2 separate regions of the Sus scrofa genome follow, and region 1 is linked to region 2. Evidence: chromatin contacts called from public HiChIP or PLAC-seq data. All regions are on one chromosome and are shown on one strand. Each heading gives the region's core, a stretch centred on a gene start, on an enhancer-like site or on the middle of the called end of the contact. The rest is flanking DNA. Distances are from core to core; before and after follow the strand shown.

Region 1 (2,700 bases), core at 99-2,598, 610 kb after region 2:
GCAGGACCGGTCTTCAATCTGAGATTTATTACTGGAGAAGCAGGAGATGAATAAATGAAATCGACCAATGTTTATCCAACCCCAGCTTTGTTGCAAAGGAACACCTGAGTGCTACCTGGGCTATAAGGCAGTGAAGTAATGGTCAATGCCCATAAATTGGAAATTAAAAGATGAACGTATAAAGTTAAAAAGAAATTCAAACGGCTGAAACTGAAAATGGGTTAAGTGTCTTGTCACTCTCAACTCTTTGGTTAGCAGCCACGCATCTTTTGCCCAATGGCACTCTTTGGGTTTCATTTTCACTAGTCTTAGCCGGTCAGCTTAGATTTGCACTGGCAAATGGTAACCTCTTTCCAAGGAATGTATATGATCTCAAATATGGATCTGAAACAGTGACAGTTACCAGATACGAGCTCAGGGACCAGGATCACAGAAAAGATGTGTAATATCACGAGAAGCACTTCCTGCAGCTGTCATCGTCAGACCCAGGCTTCACCCAACTTGGCACAGGGGTCCGAGAGGAAGTCTGAGAAAGCTACAAAGATGCCTTAGCTCATCCTGACCCAGTTCTGGATGCATCTGCCACAGGCGGTGAGGGGCTGAAGAGGAGCCAGGGAAAAACTCACGCACACCTGAGGGGCTGGGATGAGGTGCAAAGAGGAATTCGGAGGAGGGGTGTGGAGTGGATTCTCGTGGGTGAGAGTGGGCACAGTGTGGGGTAGGAGGCGCTGAGAACGAAGGGCGGGGTAGGAGAGAAAGGCTGCCTGCGCCTGAGGATGGAGAAGAGCCCCTGGCGTTAGCTTGACGGGGAAAGAGGTGGGAAGGGTGTCCCGGCCCGAGGAACCCGCCAGTGAGAAGAGTGGCGCAGCAATCTGGGGACCAGCCTAGGAGGAACGAAGGGGTTCGAAGGCCGGGGGCGCGCCCGAGGGCGGGGCGCACCTTGTCTGAGTCCAGCTCCGGGTCCTCCTGGCAGCAGAGGCGGCAGAGAAAGGACTTGGGCTCCCGGCCTAGGGTCTGCCTGGTGGTCACGAAGTAGGTGCCGCCCACGTTCAGCCGGACCCAGCGGGCCGCGCCGCCGCCCCCTGCCCGCTCGGGCGGTCCGGGACCCGGCTCCAGTGGCTGCGCGGCGGCGGTGGGCGGGCGGCCGTGTCCGCGGGGTGTGGAGCCAGCGGGGCGAGGGCTGGGGGGCCCGCGGCCCGGGCCACCCCCATCTCCCAGCCCGCTCCCGCCACCCCCTCCCAGCCCGGCCATCGCCGGGTCCAGCTGCAGCTCCGCCATCTTGGGCCGCCGCCGCCGCCGCCGCTGCCCGCCCGCCGCCGGGCCGGCCCATCTCTCGGCAGGGAGAGCCGGGCCGGCCCATCGGCGGGGGTGGGGCCGGGGGAGAGGGACTGGAGCGCCCCCAACCAGCGCCCGGGGACCCGTGCTGTGGAGGCGCTGCGGCCGCCTCCGGGGGCGGGATTTCCGGAAGTAGCCGTCATCTCTATTGGCTGTCTTGGGAAACAAGGCCCGTCCCTTTAGCTTTGGGATTGGCTGAGGTGAGGCCTTCCGGTGATCCACTTCCGTTCCTTGCTGCCTTGGACTGAGGGCCTCCGGAGTCGGTGAAGGTGAGTGGGGTTTGGGGCCCTTGGTCGCGACCCTTGCAGGTTCTTCTGCCCTGCTGACTCCAAACCTGGGCCTGATCCTTGTTGCACCCTTGCCGAGGACACCGGGCCCTGCGGTTTCCCCTCTGGCAGTGTCCCAGCTGTTCCACGCTCCCCTTCTCTCCCTTCCCCCCGAGCGCTAGGTCGCAGGGACCATTCTGTGACCTGCTGCCTTTGACTTAGGCGCCTCTACTAACCTTGTCTCGTCTAGCCCGCCCCAGCGCGACCGACTTCAGTAGTCTGGTTTGGAGGGTGAGGAAACGTTTCTCGGAGATAGTTTTAGCTTGCTGGGTGACACTAGGGTTCCAGCATTCGAGGGTGTGAAGCTTTCAGAGCCTCTCAAGTGCAGGGTTCGTTTATCCGTTCAACAGATATTCACTGAGCACCTCCTGTGTGCAATATCTGTTCTAGGCGCTGGGGATTCCGTAGTAAATAAAAGACAACAGTCCCTTTATTTATGAAGCCTACTTTCTGCTGGTGCTTGGAATAGTCTCTGTGAGGGCACTTGTTTGGCGTATTTAAAAGTCAGCTGTCCCTCCCCTCCCCTCTGGGTAACATTAGCTATCCTGAGAGCAAAAGGAAGCAGCAGGTATTGGACGAATGGTTTTTTTTTTTTTTTAAGATCCTGGGGAAGATTTCTTCCATCTCCTTTGCGACTCCCTCTATAGCTTGTAAAGACCTTTGATATTTCAATCTGTTTCCTAATGTCTATTTTCTCATATTCTGTCTTTGTTTAAAAAAGAAATGGCAGTGATGCATTTCCATCTTCTCTCATATTCACACGTGTATTGTATACCTCTTTTAAGGGTATTGCTAGTATACTCAGGGTATGTGCTAATGCTGCAGGGGATGATAAGACATGAATAGCGGGTAGAGAGCCCCTTAAGTTTGTATAAGATTGTAGAGCCGGAGTTCCCTTTGTGCCTCAGCAGGTTAATAGCCTGCCCTCTCCGTGAGAATGCGGGTTCAATCCCTGGCATTCTTCAGTAGGTTACGGACTGGTATTGCCACAAGCTGTGGCCTAAGTCGCACATGGTGGCTTGGATCCAGCTTTGCTGTG
Region 2 (2,700 bases), core at 23-2,522:
CCTTAAACCCTCTTTGCCTTATTCCAGAAGAGTTTCCCACTCACAGAGTCTGACTTCTGTGAGTGACGAACGAGAGCTCCCCTGTGGACTTCTAGTTCTTTCTATTCCAACACACGCTTCTTGCTCTGGGTCACCAGACAGCATTACTGTGTGCCCCTTAACGGTTGTTCAACTCCCACATTCCAAATCTCCGGCCAGATTGAGGTACACTTGGGGATCCTTCCAAACATGCACACATTTTGGCAGCCCAAGGAGATGCGAGGCAAAGAGCATCAGGGAAAATGGAAACCCAACATTCTGCTTAAAGGGAGGGTCTGCCTTCTTCACCTTTCTTTCTCATCAAGTACCTAGCACTAGGGAGTTGCTTGAAGTGCCCTGAAAGGAAATAAAAAGACGAAAGGGACCTACATTTAGACACAAGCAGATTCCCAGGAAGAGGTTTTCCATCTTACTGGACTCTTGCAGTGTCAGCATTTGGGGGTCCCTCTGAGGCCACAGCTGGGTTGGGCCTGAGAACATATTCGGACCCCATCACCTTCGGGATCCCTGACTTGGCCTGGGTCAAATGTTTTTAAGTAAATTCCAGCCAAAGTGGACAACACTTGGGCCTTAGGGACGCACAAGGCCTCCTGTGCACAGAACACAGGTCGCCTAACAGAACTTCACGCTAGTGGTCATTCATAGGCCGTTCTAGGGCTGGCCCCTTAGGAACGCATCCTGGTCGCGTCTTGGACTTCTTATCCCCCCCGAGAGTGCCTGGGACTGTGGTTTTATGGCCTGAGAACCAGTTAGGCCTCGAAGGCCAGGCCTGAGATGTGTGCACTCTGCGCCGCGAGCTCCCTCCTTCCCCACTTGCGGCGGGACTGGGTTTCCCGCCCCACAGCCCGACCAAAGGTTGGTGGCAGTTGGAGGCAGTTGGGACCGGCCCTAGCAGGTTGGAACCGGTCTGGGCCGGGACGGAGGAAAGGGGGGAGGGAGAGGCCGCCTCGCGCTCTCCCTGCGCGCGTGACTCACGCTGGCCGCTGACGTCAGGCGTGCGCGCGCGGCGGGGGGGGGGGCTCTACGTACGTGTAGTGCTGCGGTTTCTCGGGCTGTGCCTGCAGCACCTGAGCGGTAGCGGCCGGGGGCGCCGAGGAAGCTGCGGAGCCGCCGGGCCCGGGGCCCTTCGACATGGTCCTGTCTTCCTGCCTCTTCGCCGCTCCCCTTTTATTATTCAGTCTGCGCGGTCCGCGCCGAGGCACTAGTGCGCCTGCGCCGCGCCACGAGAACGTGAAGACCCCCCGCACGGCAGCGAGGGTTGCTGGGAGTTGTAGTCCTGGGTCAGGCTGGAATTTTACCGTCCGCCGAGGGTTGCTGCCAAAGGAACGGACCACAATACCCAGAGAGCCTTGCAGACGGTATCCCGGATGCTGAGGGCCCGAGACGGTTTCTGGGGATTGCAGTCTCGCCCTGTCTCTCCTTAACAGCCGGTTTCCCCGTTCGTGGGGGAACCTTTGCCTGAAACTGGAGCACCTGGAGTAGAAGAGGCCCAGAGCTAGGGAGGGCTTAACGACTGCAGTGAAACAGTTCCAAGTGTAATTCCACGGCCAACAGTGTAATAATTATCTCGCCTCCATACTTAGCAAAGCTTGGGCTCGGTTCTGATGCCGCCCTGAGCAATGGGCCTTTGAGCTTCAGGCACCTGGACTCTGCCAACATCCTCGCTCGTTCAGCGGGAACAAGCTGAAAATCATAAGGGAAAGTCGGCCTGCTGGAAGTCAGCGTGAGAAAGCTCTGCTAACGAAGAGCTACACAACCCAGTACTCTGTTCCTGCGCCTTTGCTCAGGCGCTCCATACACCTTTACGAGCTCTGAAACCTGGAACTCCACGGTTTCAGTCCTTTCTCAGCTCGACACTTGGCCTGACCAATTTGTTTCCAGTACGTTAAGGGCCAAGGACGAACTTAATCTCCATCTAGCATAGTCTCAGGTGCACTGGCAAGTTGCAGGGGGCTTCGAGAAGCATCACAGTGTCCAGAGGAAGGGCCTGGGTTTGAGTCAGGAGTGCGATTTATTATAATTTACCCTAGTTTCCTGCTCTGAATGCCAGCCTTTCTACTTGGGAAAATGTCTCCTCCCCGCTTCCCTCCAGTCAGATGAAGTTCTTCATAGATACTTGAAACTTACCATCTTAACTTTGTTTTCCTTATTTAATCTATTTAAAGACATTGTTTTAAAGACTGATTTGTATCTTATTAAGTAACATTAACTCATGCTAATCTCGTAAAAGAAACACATTCCCAGTAACCTTAGGGGCAAAGCAGGAAGGGGTGAATGTAAAAGTGTTAATATGCAGGACTGACACATGCCTATTTTATTTAGTTCCAAGTAACCACATCAGAAGCCAAATTGTCAGCCTACAAAGCTGAGAAACGAGTATTTCTTAAACAGGCCAAATCAATTGTTTCACCACTAGGGGCGTTTGAAGATGAAAAATTCCAAAAGGAGAAACAAGTTGAGGTGTATTGCTTTAATCCTATTAAATGCAGATAATTGGCTTATCTGTTATTCCCCCCACCCCACCCCACCCCGAATACCCAAGTGTGATTTGAATGGAGAAAGATAGTTCAGACGGCTGGATTTTAAATGTGTGTGTACCATGAACTTCAGAATAAGAGTGTACGGGTAGAATTGGGAGATGATATCATCCAAGCTGCTTAA

The links. HiChIP or PLAC-seq counts read pairs in DNA pulled down with a chosen protein or histone mark.
Region 1: a contact with region 2 is called in an H3K27ac HiChIP or PLAC-seq map of alveolar macrophages. The contact joins the promoter of KCTD2 here to the promoter of UNK in region 2. A contact is called at or near these places in 1 of 47 Hi-C or Micro-C datasets (liver) and 1 of 2 datasets of contacts at active chromatin or transcription factors (alveolar macrophages).

The regions. Positions count from the first base shown.
Region 1 is chr12:6,240,015-6,242,714 of Sscrofa11.1, forward strand. It overlaps KCTD2 (BTB/POZ domain-containing protein KCTD2), which reads right to left and starts at 1,349. Exons shown (of 6, transcript XM_021066666.1): 1 at 940-1,349. The coding sequence starts at 1,278. It also overlaps a transcript of ATP5H not described here.
Region 2 is chr12:5,626,977-5,629,676 of Sscrofa11.1, forward strand. It overlaps UNK (RING finger protein unkempt homolog), which reads right to left and starts at 1,273. Exons shown (of 15, transcript XM_021066619.1): 1 at 1,069-1,273. The coding sequence starts at 1,172.